2 separate regions of the Pan troglodytes genome follow, and region 2 is linked to region 1. A link is a contact called in public capture Hi-C data. All regions are on one chromosome and are shown on one strand. Each heading gives the region's core, a stretch centred on a gene start, on an enhancer-like site or on the middle of the called end of the contact. The rest is flanking DNA. Distances are from core to core; before and after follow the strand shown.

Evidence for each region. Capture Hi-C pulls out chosen DNA fragments and counts their contacts.
Region 2: a capture Hi-C map of stem cell-derived neural stem cells shows a contact between it and region 1, with 4 times the contacts expected there. The contact joins two enhancer-like sites. A contact is called at or near these places in 3 of 7 Hi-C or Micro-C datasets (blood, induced pluripotent stem cells and stem cell-derived neural progenitor cells) and 1 of 1 other capture datasets (stem cell-derived neural stem cells).

Annotation. Positions count from the first base shown.
Region 1 is chr21:53,539,126-53,541,825 of NHGRI_mPanTro3-v2.0_pri, forward strand. The region is part of intron 10 of ZMYND8 (zinc finger MYND-type containing 8); the gene reads right to left. Among named protein-coding and RNA genes, the nearest start is that of ZMYND8, 91 kb to the right of the region's middle. Within about 2 kb of position 1,291, at least 2 of the 24 cell types and tissues checked have an H3K27ac peak or open chromatin away from gene starts, as enhancers often do. A contact at or near this core is called in stem cell-derived neural stem cells, where this site is marked.
Region 2 is chr21:53,648,610-53,651,309 of NHGRI_mPanTro3-v2.0_pri, forward strand. No RefSeq gene overlaps it. Among named protein-coding and RNA genes, the nearest start is that of ZMYND8, 19 kb to the left of the region's middle. Within about 2 kb of position 1,427, at least 10 of the 24 cell types and tissues checked have an H3K27ac peak or open chromatin away from gene starts, as enhancers often do. A contact at or near this core is called in stem cell-derived neural stem cells, where this site is marked.

The sequences.
Region 1 (2,700 bases), core at 41-2,540:
TTCATTTTATTTATTTATTTATTTATTTATTTATTTATTTATTTATTTGAGACAGTCTCGCTCTATTGCCCAGGCTAGAGCACAGTGGCATGATCTCAGCTCACTGCAACCTCCATCTCCTGGGTTCAAGAAATTCTCCTGCCTCAGCTTCCCAAGTAGCCAGAACTGCAGGTGTGTGCCACCACGCCCAGCTAATTTTTGTATTTTTAGTAGAGACGGTGTTTCACTATATGTTAGCCAGGCTGGTCTTGAACTCTTGACCTCGTGATCCACCCACCTCACCCTCCCAAAGTGCTGGGATTATAGGTATTAGCCACCGTGCCCAGTCTTTTTTGCTTGTTTTTTTAAGAGACAAGGTTTCCCTCTGTCACCCAAGCTGGAGAGCAGAAGTATGATCAAGGCTCACTACAGCCTCAAACTCCTGGACTCAAGGAATCCTCCCAGATCAGCCTCCCAAGTAGCGGAAGTACAGGCACGCGCCACAACACACCCAGATAATTTTTTAACTTTTGTATACTTTTGTAGAGATGGGGTCTCGCTACATTACCCAGGATGGTCTTGAACTCCTGAACTCAAGCAATCCTCCCACCTTGGCCTCCCCAAGAGCTGGTATTATAGGTGTGAGCCGCTGCACCCAACCTCCAAGGTGGCCTTTTAGATTTCACAGACCACAAACTGAAGCCCGGTAGAAAGCAGTGGGGAGCAAAGGGGACTTTGCAGAAGCAGAAAACTCACGTCTGGTGGAAAGGGAGAAAGCAGTATCTACTCAGTTGCGATCCAAAGCAACCATGTAGGAATCTGGACCCAATACTGCCACGTTTTCCAATATTTTAAAGAGAAGAAGACAAAATAGACTTCTTATGTTACATTTTACCCCCATTTCAACAGTTGGCATCTAAGAGAAAACAACCCAGGAGAAATAAAGCATATCCCTGGGACCGAATTCAGAATACAGGCGGATTGTTTGCAAGTCTCGGTGATACCAGATCGTAACACAAACTAAAACTAAACACCCCAAAAATATCGATCTGCTCTATCAGAGGGCTGGAAATCACCAGCTTCTCATCCATTCTGACTGCTGTCTTTCTCCTGAGACCTGAAGAACCGTATCTCCAGCAAGAGGGGCAGAGCGGAACAGAAGCCAGATGCTAGATGCTCTCAAGGTAAGAGTTTGCCTCACGGTGAGATTCTGCGTTCAAAGTGAGCGGGCACAGATCAGGACTACTAGACAGGACAGATCTGAGAAGACATCGGGGTCTCCAGGGCTGTCCCAGGGCAAATGACTCCCCCTTCCTGAGCTAGCCTCAGCTCTGTCACCGAGAAAAAGGAGAGTGAGTCCTTCTCTGGAGAATCAAGAGGCAGGGCCACCAGGAGCTTATCACCAGTTGGTCCTGGTATCATAACCTCGCCCCCCTGACCTGCTCCACACCCACCTCACCCACACACTTTTGTCCGGTATCCAAGGCGCTCACTGTTCCCTTCCCCCAACTATTTTCCATGAAATTGCTTGGCAGGGAAGGAAAAGAGTCTCTTTTCTTTAAAACAAGTCCAAGGCTGGGCATGGTGACTCACACCTATAATCCCAGCACTTGGGGAGGCGGAGGCAGGAGGATCACGTGAGGTCAGGAGCTTGAGACCAGTCTGGCCAACACGGTGAAACCCCATCTCTACTAAAAATGGAAAAATTAGCCGGATGTGGTGGCACGCCCCTGTAATCCCAGCTACTCAGGAGGCAGAGGTGGGAGAATTGCTTGAACGAGCCACTGCACTCCAGCCTGGGCAACAAAGCGAGACCCTGTCTCAAATAAATAAATAAATAAAACAAGCCTGGGTGACAGAGCAAGACCCCCCCTCTTAAATAAATAAATAAATAAATAAATAATAAAACAAGCCCAGGAAGTATTTCAAGCGAAATTAGATTTGCTTGACAAAACACAGTCTCTGCGGGGGACAATATCTAGTTTCACATTATCTCACATCTAACCCCACGGTGGCTTCTCCCTAGCTATGTGACCCTAGGCACTCTCTGACCTTAAGTTTTCTTATTGATAAAATAGACATAAAAGCAGCTTCTACAAAAAAGCACTTAAAACACTGCCCAGTACATAAAAGGCAATTGGTTGGTGTCCGCTTTTTTTTTTTTTTTTAACTCTGCAGGCATTTAATAAAATATTTCCTACATTTTTATATGACTGTGCATCTATAAAACAAAACCAGGCCAGGCACAGTGGCTTACGCCTGTAATCCCAGCACTCTGGGAGGCCAAGGCAGATGGATCGGTTGAATCCAGGAGTTCAAGACCAGCCTGGGCAACATGGCAAAACCCCATCTCTACTGAAAATACAAAAAATTAGTTGGGCGTAGTGGCACATGCCTGTAGACCCAGCTACTTGGGAGGCTGAGGCAGGAGAATGGCTGAATCCGGGAAGGGGAGGCTGCAATGAGCCGAGAGCTCGCCACTGCACACACCAGCCTAGGTGACAAACCAAGACTCTGCTCCAAAAAAAAAAAAAAGAATGGTGGTCAGAGACTCCCTGCCCAAAGCCTACTAAAACATCCCAAGACCTCCAAAGTTGTTTCTCTACCACTGTGGAAGGTCCTGAACAACTCCCTCCAGGGGATCCCCTCTCCCAAAACAAGCCCAACAACACGGTGCACTCCCTTAAAGCAGGTGCTGAGAGGGGCTTCGAAACTGGTGAC
Region 2 (2,700 bases), core at 177-2,676, 110 kb after region 1:
ATCCCAGCACTTTGGGAGGCCGAAGCGGGTGGATCACGAGGTCAGGAGATCGAGACCATCCTGGCTAACACAGTGAAACCCCGTCTCTACTAAAAATACAAAAAAAAATTAGTTGTGCATGGTGGCGGGCGCCTGTAATCCCAGCTACTCCAGAGGCTGAGGCAGGAGAATGGCGTGAACCCGGGAGGCGGAGCTTGCAGTGAGCCGAGATCGCACCACTGCACTCCAGCCTGGGCGACAGAGCAAGACTCCATCTCAAAAAAAAAAAAAAAAAAAAGAATTTATAAAAGCACAGGGTCTTCCAGAAATTGTGGATTAATTGGTCTGGGGAGACGACCAAGCATTTGATTTTTGTTGTTTTTTTTTTGTTTGTTTTTTTGAGTTGGTGTCTCGCTCTGTCGCCTGGGCTGGAATGCAATGGTGCAATCTGCGCTCACTGCAACCTCCGCCTCAAAGGTTCAAGCAATTCTCCTCCCTCAGCTTCCCAAGTAGCTAGGATTATAAGCACCTGCCACCATGTCCGGCTAATTTTATTGCATTTTTAGTAGAGACGGGGTTTCACCATGTTGGCCAGGCTGGTCACAAACTCCCGACCTCAAGTCATCTGCCCGCCTCGGCCTCCCAAAATGCTGGGATTATAGGCGTGAGCCACCGCACCCAGGTTGATATAGTTTTTAAAGAGCCCCAGCTGATTCTAATGTGTAGCCACGGTTGAGCGCCACTGTTCTAGAAAACTACAAGTTTAAACTAGAAGAAAAAGAGGCATTTTGGCCCGGCGCAGTGGCAAACGCCTGTAATCCCAGCTACCTGGGAGGTTGAGGCAGCAGAATTGCTTGAACCCGGGAGGAGGAGGTTGCAGTGAGCTGAGATGGCACAACTGCACTCCAGCCTGGGTAACAGAGCGAGACTCCGTCTCAAAAAAAAAAAAAAAGCAGGGGGAGGGGCGGCATTTTGGCATGTCCATCACTAATGGGATATACACGCACACCATATCCTGGGTTGTAGCTTTGCAGGCAGTAAATCTAATTTTTAAATTTTTTTTCAATTTCAGCTCCACTCCTAACTAACTATGATTTAGGGCTGTAGGGAAGAAAAAGTACCTTTTCCTCACCCATCACAAGGTTCATGGCTAACACCCCTAAAGACAGATTAACAAGAGATGAGCATGACAAATTTATTTAACCCAAGTTTTGAGTGACTCAGGAGTCTTCCAAAGTGAAGAACCGTGACCCAGGGCACCTGTGTTTTTATGGACAGTCAAGCAGCAGTGTCACAGGAGGACAAAAGGGTTTGATCCAATGATGTACACGGTGGGAACTTAGCAAGGCCTGTGAGTTTAGTCTTCATTGTCTCCACGGACAGGACCGGACCCCCTCTGGAATGAGGGGCTTGGGGCCTGCTTTCAGGAGAGGCAGGTCAGAGAAAACTTGAGTGGCCCACTGCAGAAGAGGAAGGCAGGAGAAGGTCAGAGAGTGACCTTCCTGCTTCTATGGCTTCCTCAAATTCCTTCAGCTTCAAATGCTCAGTTTGCCAAAGTGCTGTAATTTGGGGTATTGTGTTCCAAACCCCTACAGGAGAAGTCCCTACTGCTCTAAGCAGACTTGAGCAGGCATCAGAAGCACGTGGGCAGCTTGCTAAACACTGATTGAGGGACTCACCCCCACCGAGTTTCTCAATTGAAAGATTTGAGAATCTGCATTTCTTGAAATTCTCAGGCCTTTTGATTAAGAAACTCTTTTTTTTTTTTTTTGAGACAGAGTTTCACTCTTATTGCCCAGGCTGGAGTGCAATGGCATGATCTCAGCTCACTGCAACTTTAGCCTCCCTGGTTCAAGCGATTCTCCTGCCTCAGCCTCCTAAGTAGCTGAGATTACAGGGGCCCGCCACCACGCCCAGCTAATTTTTGTATTACAGGTGCCACCACGCCCAGCTAATTTTTGTATTTTTAGTAGAGACAGGGGTTTCACCACGTTAGCCAGGTTAGTCTCAAACTCCTAACCTCAGGTGATCCATCCGCCTCGGCCTCCCAAAGTGCTGGGATTACAGGCGTGAGCCATCACACCCGGCAGATTAATAAATTCAATCAAGGACTTTGGGGGAAGTGGGGCTGAGAATTTGCATTTCTATCAAACGCCATCAGAATTTAGCAGGTGCTGCTGCTGATCCAGGTAACAGGCTTTGAGAACCAGGGCTCAGTTGATTAGTAGTATAATTAACAAACTCTGATCCCATCACTGGCTCCCATTTCAGAGCAATGGTTGGTGCCTGCAAGCTTTCATCTCACTGTGTCCACACACAATCCCATGGGGTCCCAGTGTTCTTATGGATGAGATTACCACGGCTGCAACATTCACAGTGAATTGTCCAGGGTCACGCAGCTGCAGCCAAAGTCTGGGGTGGAACACAGGTCTAATTACAAGCAGGAGAGAACCTGGGCAACACTTTCTTTGGGAGCATCAAAGCAAGCTCTCCCACCACCTGCTTGAGCACTTCCAAATCCTGCCGACATACCCAACCCTGCAACAGGCAAAGAGCCTCGCCTCCTGCTGGGAGAGCAGCTTCTTGCGGCGCGGCCTTCGCGAAACTCCGTGGAGAAATGGCGCCCCCTGGTGGCTCCAGAGAGAGCAGCGTTCCATTCCCCGGGCTGGGAGCTCTGGTCTCATGCGTCATGGACATTCTTGGACCCCATCACTAACATGG